Regions from separate parts of the Pan troglodytes genome. Here region 2 is linked to region 1. Evidence: chromatin contacts called from public Hi-C data. All regions are on one chromosome and are shown on one strand. The core of a region is the stretch at or near the end of the contact, and the rest is flanking DNA. Distances in the headings are between cores, read along the strand shown.

The links. Hi-C and Micro-C count contacts between places; a contact is called where the count stands out from the background.
Region 2: a contact with region 1 is called in a Hi-C map of induced pluripotent stem cells, with 3 times the contacts expected there. The contact joins two enhancer-like sites. A contact is called at or near these places in 3 of 7 Hi-C or Micro-C datasets (induced pluripotent stem cells and stem cell-derived neural progenitor cells).

The regions. Positions count from the first base shown.
Region 1 is chr5:50,369,838-50,375,326 of NHGRI_mPanTro3-v2.0_pri, reverse strand. No RefSeq gene overlaps it. Among named protein-coding and RNA genes, the nearest start is that of CDC5L, 88 kb to the right of the region's middle. Within about 2 kb of position 2,911, at least 6 of the 24 cell types and tissues checked have an H3K27ac peak or open chromatin away from gene starts, as enhancers often do. A contact at or near this core is called in induced pluripotent stem cells, where this site is marked.
Region 2 is chr5:50,527,137-50,532,625 of NHGRI_mPanTro3-v2.0_pri, reverse strand. No RefSeq gene overlaps it. Among named protein-coding and RNA genes, the nearest start is that of CDC5L, 250 kb to the right of the region's middle. Within about 2 kb of position 3,190, at least 2 of the 24 cell types and tissues checked have an H3K27ac peak or open chromatin away from gene starts, as enhancers often do. A contact at or near this core is called in induced pluripotent stem cells, where this site is marked.

The DNA of each region.
Region 1 (5,489 bases), core at 1,662-4,161:
GCAGCAGTCAAGGGGGCCCTTTCCAGCCTCTTTCCTGCACCTCCCAAAAGGAGAAACCAGAACTTAAGAGGAAAAGAAAATAGTTAAATTTTTTGGCAAATCAAACCTCGATCTGTACTCTTGCACACGTGGGTGAGGCAAGACTTGGCCCCTCAGATGCTGCCACCCACCAGGAGGAAGAGTAAATAATCAAGGCATTGGGGCAGTTTACGCCCTGGGCCCTGGGTGGGTGGGGGCTGCTATACCCTTTTGCAGGTGGAGGAACTAAGGGAGGGGGTGTGATTCATCCAGTGCCTCAGTCAGGGGTGGAGACTGTGCTCATACCCAGGTGTGCACAAGCAGTGGGCACGGTATGAGAAGTCCTCCCAGACCACCCCAAGCACAGCAGCAGCGGCTTACTCTTCCCAACCCCCCACTGCACCCTCTGTCCCCAGTTAGTCCCAGCAGACACATGTGTGTGGTCATGACTTCCCTTTTTAGCCTTGGCATTTCTGCTTAAGAGTAAGGCTCCAACTTCTGTTTCCAAGATTCCCAGCAGAAGCTGGCACAATGGGCAGAAGACAGAGCTCAGAACTATTGCTGGAGGCTTCTGGGAATATCATTGATGTGGTATGGAAATAAGCCTCTAGAGGAGCCTACGAAAAGGAAGGTTACCTCCCACCTGGCTCTCCCTTGCTGCCCTCTTCCCTCCAGCCTGGCACATAGCTCCCTGAGCCTCAAATACAGAACAGCCTACAGAAGACCAGGCCTTTAACTCTGGCCCCTGCCCACCTCATCTCCTGCTGTCCCCACCTTGCACCCTACTCTCTAGTCAATGGGGAAGTTTTATGCCCCTGTGCATTTGCACGTTACATTTCTTCACCCAATGCACTTGTCCTCCTTATCCTCCTGTATAGCTTCTCCTGGATGCTTCCTAGGAAGAGTTGACCACTCTGAGCACAGAAGGGACCAGATGGGGAGGGCATCACCCAGGTCTCAGGTACCTCCTGCTTCCCGCCTGCAAAAGAGTTATCAGTCCTTGATACAAACAGCCTCTGCTGGCAGGACCGTCATGTACAGTTGTGCAGTTTATGCACTGCACAAATGTGTCCAGCTAAGAGGGTTAGCGGGGACTGAACTCCACTTGCAAAGCTGTGCTGCTGAAGGTTGTGCCCATCCAGAGAGGGCTCTTTTTCCTAATTCTCCCTGTCAAGGGAGCAGCAGCCTTGCCCAGCAGACATGTGCAGATCCTAGGAGGAGGCATTTGGTGCCTTGACCAGCCGTCTTGATAAGCTTGTCACTCATCCTCACTGCAGTGACTTGCAGAAAGGCCTGTCTGCTGCTGGGCTGGTTGCTTTCTTCCACAGGCCCTGGAGGGCTGGGGCTTCTCTCTGTAATAGTAGCCCTGAGCACAGCATCCAGCCTGCCAGCTGCCTGGCTGCTACAAGAGCTGATTTTACCCAATGAATCGAGGACCTGACGAATCCTTTCATTTTGGCTTCCATGCTCAGGCTGAATGTCCATCCAGCATCTGTCAGAAGCTGACACCATTTCATGGCCCCCTGTGGAAGTGGCCGATGCTGTCCCTGGCCACCTGGCAAAGGGAGACTGGGTGAACTCCTACCAGCATCTGCTTCTGCCTACATAGCCCCCACCCCGGCCAGCCAGACACCGCCAGGTCCTCGGCTCACCAGGCTTAGGGGTTTGGTTCTTGTCCTAAAAGATATTTTAGATAAGCGTCTGGGCCGTGGAGGAGGCACGTGCAGGTATCGGGGCCTTCTTGACGGTGGTATCCCCCTTCCAGGCCCTGTCAGCCTGGCTGTGCCCCCTCAGCCTGGCCCAGTGTGTGCTTTTCTGCTACCTGTGCTCTGACCATGGGGTCCTAAAAGTCCCCACATCCCTTGTTTCTGATGTGCTGCTCCCCTCAGACCTCCATGCCCTCAAGGGACTCCTGGGCTGCTGCCCCAGTTCAGGCGACCACCACAGCACACAGCATAATTGTCCATGCCCGTGGCCCACAGCTGCCTACCATTTGGGCATCACAGATTCATGCCTGTGAATGCCACTTCTCATCTCTCAACCTCAGAGGCATCCAGGAGAAACAGCATAGGTCAGGTGGTCCTAAATTCAAATGTCCACTCTTCCCTCCCCATCCAGAGAGTTTGGGCAGCTTGTTTAGCCTCTTCCAACCTTAGTTTCTCTTTACAATGGGGAGACAACACGACCAACAATGTGCATTAGGCAAAGTGATGTCTGAAAAGTGGCCGGTACCTAGCCCGAACGACCAACTCGTTGGGTTGCCCAGGATTTTCTGAGTTTAGCACCAAAGCTGTGCATCCAGGAACTCCTCAGTGATGAGCAAACTAGAACAGCTGGTCCGCCTACAGCCCCACACACGGGAGCCGCTTCCTCTTCACCCACCACTCAGAGGAGCAACTGACAACCTGGAGCAAGACCATCCGCGAAGCCTTCGGAGTGAGGAGAGGCGGCCAGGAAGGAGGATTCACCGTGCCAGACCCAGGCTGGGCCTCGCTTTGTAACACCTACCAACACCCCTTCAAGTTGCCCCATGTCCCTGCAGAAGTATGAAGTCCATAGGGCTGTGGGCCCCAGAGCTCCCAGGGCAAAGCCTGGCAGGCAGTGGGTGCCCAGGAGCCCCAGCTGCTGGGTGCTCCCACATGCCCTGGCCAGGCCAGTGAGGGGGGCGCAGCCCAGCAGGCCTCCATGGGGTCCTTTGGAGGGAAGGAGGAGAAGGGCTTTTACTCCTTTCCTTGGGCAGAAGTGCAGGTAAACAGGCTCCTAACCCTGCTGTAAGGTAAAGCCTGTGAAGCAGGAACAAAGCGGTTTGTTCTAGCTCACCGTGTCGCCACAGCCCGTGGCCGGCCGTCTCTGGGGCAGCAGAGACACCTGCTGGCCGCCGGATGCACCTTGCTCCAGATTCCCTGCGGGAGCCTCCTTGCCTGCAACCCTAAGGAAGCTCGGGACCTGGTCAGCTGCACAGGAGAGGCCAGTTCGCCCAACCCTGCAGCCCTGGGGGGCGTCGGCTACAGACAGCAGCTGGCTGGAGATGCTGCTGGAGCTGCGGGCTCTGGGTCCTTGGGGAGGGGAGGACAAGTGGCCGCTGCATCTGTCCTCTTTGGAGCGTGGGCCCCGCACAGCCTTCAAGAACTTGGAGGAAGAGGGACCTGGACAGAGCTGAGGGTGCAGGGAGCTAGACCAGCTTGCAGTGGCAAGCACCCTCTCCTAGATTTACCTATTTCCTCCCCTAAATGCTCCAAGAACACATCGTTTCCCCCATAACACTTCTTGATTCTAAGAACAATCACTTTCTCAGAATCTTCATTTTCTCTTTGTTTCAATCCTAGTACTAATAGCTGGTTTTCTCTTCAGTGCTTCCTCCAGAAGCAAATGTCTCTGCAGCTCATGAGCAGGATGGAACATGCCTGAAAGGTGGTACCATAAAAGTCTTATGGGGACAAGGGCACCCTGTCGTCAGCCACCTCCCTGGTGGCCAGCTGATCACTGCCCACACTCCAGCCTCAGACGAGCAGCTATTTAAAAACGAGGCCTCAGCAGAATCTCAGGCTCTCATATGCCTCAAAGTCCAAAGGTCTATGCTCTTCCTAGTAGACATCTGGGGAAATCGAGGCTGAGAGAAGTAGAACGGCTTGTCCCAGATCTCACAGCTGGCTCAGCCTCACCCTCTGTGCCTCCCACTGCTCTGTGCCTGCTTCAGGCTTCCAGAAGAAATCATGTATTGTGTTTGGGGATGCCTTGATATCAAAGGGAAAAACTGAATACAACATTAAATGTTTATCCATAGGGGGACTGATTACATAAATAATCTATACCCACCCACTGGAATGCTGTAAAATAGCACACTGGCCTTAGAATGGCCACTCCTCTGTTTATTTTGTGACTGTGAGCAGATTACCCACCCTCTCTGAGCCTCTGTTTCCTAATCAATAACGGGGTGATGCAGTAACATCCTTCTAAGGGTTTATCTGAGGCCCCCAGGACTTCATGACTTTACAGGATATTTATATATAATAACTCCTTTTTACACACACACACGCACACACAGATTACAAAACAATATATGTGCTTATTCTCAGTCAAGATTCTGAAAAACTTGGGGTGGGGTGACTTGAAAAGAGTTTACTTATAGGGTTTAAGGAAATCAACAAGGGAAGAAGGGCCAGTAACCATCCGCAGGGCTGAAGGGTAAAGGGAAGAGGTCATTATCGGAATCCAGAGAGGGAAAATGTGTGAAGGGGCCACCTGACAGGAGCTACGACTCCCAGCAGAGGGCCGCCACTAGCCCCCTGACCATGAGGGCTGCCACCAGCCCTCTGACCCCGGGGTCTGCCACCAGCCCTCTGACCCCGGGGTCTGCCATCAGCCCTCTGACCCCAGGATCTGCCACCAGCCCTCTGACCACGGGGTCTGCCACCAGCCCTCTGACAACGGGGTCTGCCACCATCCCTCTGACCACGGAGTTTGCCACCATCCCTCTGACCACAAGGTCTGACCTGGCACAGAGGAAGCCAGCGAGAGGAATATCCTAGCCACACGTCCTGTCCCTTGCAGAGGCTGAGCCCTTTGATGCAGTGCACACCGGTCAGCTTCTGCGCAGAGAGTACGGTGGAGGAGGCAGCCAGGGTACAGGCCCAGACAGCTTGTATGCATATGAGAATGTCCAAAAGAGACACCCCAACATGTCCAACTGTGTTCATCTTGGGTTGGGGGCCAATTGCGGTTGCCAGGAGTAGGGGAAATGACACTTGGATCTTTTACCTCCTATTTCTCTATATTTGCATTTATAACAACTAGCAGATACAAAACGTGTCATCGGCAGCAGTAATTAAAATGTTCCATTTGAGGAACAGCACCTAGATTTCAGTGAGGTCCTGGTGGAAAGAGCCCCATTCAGGGGTCCGCAGTCTCAGCAGCTGTTCACGCCTCCTTCAAGAAGTGAGCCTGCCCCCTACTCCAACCCACTTGCGGCAATGGCTGCACAGAGCTCCAGGTCAGCTTCAAGTCGAAGGACCGTACCTCACGTTGGGCTGCTCTGTACCGTTCTACTTAAATGAGGCATGTGTATCCACAGCTAGACAGCGGCCACCTCAATGTCCTTTTCACAGCCCTGGGCTGGGCACAGAAGAGGTGCCCAGGAATATGTGGCCACGACAGACTGATCGAATGCACCAGCTCCGTGTCTTACCAGTGGGATGACCTGCGGGTTAAGCCATTTAACTTCAGCGTCCTCATCTCTCAGGTGCAGAGATGGATGGAGGCCTTGCTCACCTCCCAAGGCTGCCAGGAAGTGAAAACATTCTGAAAAGGCAAAAGCACATGCAAAACCGATGTGTCAGGAGCAACACACTTGGATTCATGCACCTTTGCAAATGCTTTTCTTTTCAGTGTTTAAAAAAAAAAAAAGTGTGTTTAAGAAGAGCGATCACTTCTCTTCATTTCCTGCCCTCTCCCCTTCGCAGGGGCATGAGACA
Region 2 (5,489 bases), core at 1,941-4,440, 160 kb before region 1:
CACGGCACCCCTGTGACATGAGTTTATTTAGGCGTGTCTTAGGTGCGGTACTCCGTTCTGGGACAGAGCAAGAGAGTATGGACCACTTACTTCTCACAAGAAGCCCAGCTCTATGGATGGATAATAAATCTAGGGAAAAAAAAGCTCTGGCCTACTCCAGAATGTATTCATTCTGTCTTCACAGAATGTATCAACTTTCAAAGTGTACGTACCTTTTAACCCTTTCACCCAGCAATTCCAATTCTAGAATTCTACTCCATAGAAATACACATATCCATAAAGGTATGTGCACAAAGATATTCTGTTAAGTGAAATGTTTGGAATAACCTACTTGTCCATTGATAAGGAAAAGATTATATAAATTGAGCTAAATGCATGCAATGGAATACTGTGCAGCCATTAAAACAATGAGGTAGATCTACATGTCATAACGGGAAGAGATTTCCAAGATACAATGTAAATCAGGGGTTATCAAACTAAGCCCCATAAGCTGAATCCAGCCTGCCACCTGTTTTTAAATAGCCTATAAGCTAAGAATGGCTTCCCCATTTTCAAATGGTTGAAATAAAATGAAAAGAAGAACAATATTTCATGACCCATGAAAATTACATGAAATCTACATTTCAATGCCCACAAATAAAGTTTTATCGGAACACAGCCATGTCCATTCATTCCCATATAGTCTACGGCTGCTTTTGCACTGCAACAGCAGAGTTCAACGCATGTGACAGAGACCATGGGGTTCACAAAGCCAGCAATATTCACTTTCCAGCCCTTCACAGAAAGAGTTTGCCAGTCTCTCTGCTCTCCAGCCTTGGTGAGAAGATACAACAAGAAGTTGGCCATCTGCAACCAGTAAGAAGACCTTCACCAGAACCTGACCGTGCTGGTACCTGACCTCAGCCTTCCAGCCTCCAGAGCTGGGAGAGATACCTTTCTGTTGTTTATAAGCCAAAAAAATACAGAAAGAAAAAGAAAAAGTTTGCCAACCCCTAATCTAAGTGATAAAAGGTGAACTATATATATATATAGTTTATATATATATAATTCCTTTCATAGAATACTCCCATAAAAATTATGCATGTTATGTAATATATATTAATTTTTATGTATGTAAATTAACAGAAGAGGTGTCAGAGGCTGCACCCTAAACTGTTAACAATGTTTCCCTACGAAAGAGGAGCAGAACTGGAGAGTGGTAGATAGGAGATGTTTTATTATTTATGCCTATATTTGTTTCATTTGGATACTGAATATATATATTTATGTTCTTGTTATTTGTGGTAGCAATATTCTATAAAATCAGCACAAGCACTGGAATAGCAAATACTGAACCATTGCTTCCAGGGGAAATACAAGGTTAGGCCCCTGTGAGTCTCTGGTCACAACATTTTGTCAACGGATCAATACATAACCTTGTTTCAGTGTGTTTCTGTTTAAAGACGTCTTACTTTCTGTAAGACACATCACAGCCTTCTCTGGCGCAGGAACACAGACAGCTCGTCAGTGCTATGTTTAGGGGCCATTTTAAACAGTGAAGTCACCAACGAAAAGCACAAAAATGTGAAAAATGTGGCACTAAATAGACCACAGAAAGAACTCTTATTTACAGTTTGAGAGCTGGAACAGAAAGCAGAGCTTCACCTTGTTTGTCCCCAGCTGGAAATGCACCCACCGGTTAGGTGACTCAAATGTTTCGCTACTCTGCCCATGTCCGAGAATGACTGCAAAAGCACCACATGTGCTGATTTGGGGGTTACAAATACATTTTTGTGAGTAGCCAAATTTGCAAGTACAGAATTATCAAATAATGAGGATCAACTGTACGTTTATATATGTGAGACATATATATATATATACACACACACAGTTTCTATACTTAATAAAAATATGTATAATGTTTGCCCTTGACCATGCACGGAGCTGCCTCCAAAGTTGTCTTTTGGGCAGCATGCAGAGGGTCTCTAACCAATGCCTCTGACAGGCAGACATGGTCGAAATGTTCATTTTTGCATGAGTGAGTCAACTTTTCAACAGGACCTCCATAGGGCAGAGACAGCAGCAAAGCAGAGAACATGTTAAGCCTTCCTCACACAGCGTCCTATCATCCAATGGCTGACTTCTTGGGTGTCTATGAACACTTTCTGCAAAGCCACATGGCCATCTGTGAGGCACGAAAATGCTGGCAACACACACAGGCCAGCCAGAGGCATATGATGAAGAGCTTGCCTCTCCTCACTACGGCGTCCTTTTCTTCATTTATACCACTCATTAATTCACACCATTCATTCGCGCAGCCAATGCATTCATTCTCCTCCTGCATTCTCTCCATCAATCCTTAACCAGGGCAGGTTTGAGAGGCACGGTGGCTTCTCTGCTTTGTTCTTCCCTTCCCTGGCACCACAGCCTTCCAAGGCTGAGTTGGAGCCATGACCATTATTTGAACAGCTTGACGGGAATTAGTTCCTGAATGGATACCCGACTGGCCACGTCACAGGAGTCCGCTGGCATGGAGTGAGCAATTTGAGTGGGATCCTGGCCAGTGGATGGTATGAACCCCCCACTCTCCACTCCCCTTCCCAACCTTCTCCCAGAGCTGCCAGCCCCACCCAGGGGCCAGGCATGGCTGGACGGGAAAGAGCACCAGACAGGGTGGGGTGAAGGGAGCCTGCAAGGCTGCTGGAGAGAGGGTTTTGTGCTCCAGGCAATATTGTTTCCAGGTTGAAATGCCACTTTTAGCTCTTCTTCTAAAATGAAAAATATAAATTCAGCACCACACATAGCACCAAATTATGCACATTCATCTATACTGTCTAACAGGTTTTTAATATCTTAGGCTTATCTCCACCTAGCTTTTCAAGAGTGCTGTGAGTTGAACGGCATCTTCCTACCATCCCCACCCTCCTATGGAGCTTATAGGATAGGTAAAAGGGACAGAGGAAAAATCAGAACCGCTCATCAGGTACAGTTGGAACTGAGCTCAAGGCAATCAAACAGGAAAAGAGACACACCCAGACCCACATTAAATTAACTCTCATCCTGATCTGAAGGCATCAGAAGAATACTCAGACCATGGAGGTAAGGATGTGGGTCCAGTCCTCCCAGCAAGCTGGACCCGCCCCGGCCCCCGCCCAAGCTTGGGGCTCATACAAAGCTCTGTTGCCATCTTGTGGTCAGCAGGGGTGAGCTTCTGAGCTCTGGCAACTTCAGGCTTTTCTCAGCGGGCTCCTGAGGGCTCTGGGGAACACAGCCCTTCCCTAGGCTGCTAGACATGTCTCCTGGGAGGCTGGGCCCTGTGTAGCTGCAGCAGAGTCTTCTCTGGGCCCCTGTCCCTCTGTCAAACTTCAGGTTTGTCCTGGCCTCACCATCCAACCCCCTATGATCCCTTCCAGCTCTTACATGCTATGTATGTAGTCACTATTTTGTTTAAGGCACTGTAGGGGACCAGGAGCAGCTTCTCCCCGCAGGGCACTGGGCATGGAATGTGCTCTGAACGGGCCTGAGTGGGGAGGAACCCCATGGCCCTTCCTCAGGGCATTTCCCAGTTCCTCCATCTTAGTGAGCAAGGGGGCCTGCAGAGGAAAATGGCTTTTTGTGCCTTGCCTCCATTACATTAAGACAGAATACAGCCTTTCCACATGTGGCCAGAGGGCCCAGGCACAGAAGACCTGGAAGAGGGGAGAGAAAGAGAGAGAGAGAGAGAGAGAGGGAGGGAGAGAGAGAGAGGGAGGGAGGGAGGGAGAGAGAAAGAGATGCATGTGCTGCATGTGTGTTTCTGGGCTTGCATGTTTCTCTGTCTTTTTCCATACTAGAAGAGACAGGCTGCAGACAAGACCTGTAGAAGGAGGGAGGGGGACAGAGGAGCTCCTGGGCTGCCGGCCTCAGAGGAAGCTGAAGTGCTGCCTTATCTTCGTGAAAAGTGAGGCCAGGCCTTGAGAAATGATCAGTTCCGCTTCCCAAGGGCTCCCTCCGGACTGAAATCGGCAGCCTCAAGGCCGCGGTTTCAGCTCCAGGTGAAACTTGCATTGTCTGTGACAGCAGAGTACAGAAGCCCACCGTGTCTCCCCAGCACCCCAGCAGACCCTGTTCCTTCTAGAATACCCCTGCTCACCCACCCCTCTGGTCTGCCCCTGGCCTGGAGGACAGGCTCCAACCCCATCCTCACCCTTCCTGTCTCAGGCTCCAGCCAGGCAGGCTTCACCCCTCTGACTGTCCCTGACCAGCTGTCCCAGGGCTCCTGGAGAGACCTGGCACACAAGCTCAGGTGGGCTTCGATATGTGCTCCCTTTCAGATCTAGGAAGCCCAGCCCCAATGTGTCAAGCGGGGCAGTGATTGATAACCCCGGGAAAATTTGTTTTTCTTATTTTCCAGAGGAAATGTTGCCAAGACCAACCTAGAACAGGGTGAGATGGGAGGAGAGGGAGAGGGTACCAAGGGGCTGGAGTTGTCATCATTCCTCTCTGGGGGAAAACAAGCCCAATCTGGCTAGCCTAGCTGGTCTCTAGGAGCACTGAAAATAGTACATGAAATTTCTCCTTGTGAAGGATAAGGCAGGATTACTATGTCCATTTTACAGAGGAGAAAACTGAGGCACGAGGTATTTATAGGCATATATTTTATACATACATATATATGTCTATTTTGCCTTGCTACTGTTCCATCATCTTCCATGATCCCCAACAGCTCTGAGAGGCAGAAAGGCCAGGCTGACAGTGTCTCAGCCCACAAAAGAGGCTCTGCTACAACAGGGCTCCCTTGTTTCTGGCTGGAAAAGCTGTTAGTTGCTTGGCTGCTTTCATTTCCAACCCACCTTCCCCCACCTTCCTAGCAGAGTCCAGTCTGGGCCTGGGCCTGACCCTCCTATGTGACACCTGTGCCTCGTGGGAATCCAATCCCAGCAGTTAGAGTCACTCAAACCTCCTTGGTTGGGTGGGGTTCAGAACTCTGGGCAAGCCAAGGGCAGAAGATGTTAGCCTAGTGGCTCCAATTGTCCAGTTCGTGGCTTCAGTTGACCCATTCAGACCAAAAGGAAAATGTTTTCCTCTCTTTCTCCCTGGACATGACCAAAGAAGCAACTGCCTGAGTTGCTGCCAGCAGCTATCTTGCAGCCATGAGGGAAGTCAGCCTAAGGACAAAGAACTAGAAGGGGGCAGAGCAGACAAGGTCACAGGAAAACAGAATTGGCACCCTGATCAAACCCTACCTGAAGCCCTAACTCTGGGCTACTTTGAGATGATCTAATGCACTCCTTACGATTTTAGTCAGTTAGTATTGACTTTTCTCTTTCTTGTATCTAAAAGCATCCTAATGGGCACATTTGGATGGATGCACCTTTCCCCACTTCTGCTGTAAGAATTCCCTTTGCCTTCCTCCAGCCCCTGTCAGAGCCAAGTCAGCACACATTAAACGGGCCAGGGCAGACTAAATGTGTCCTCTGGACACTGCAAATGTCTCTTGTGGTATCTTAAGACTTTAAAAACTGTACAGG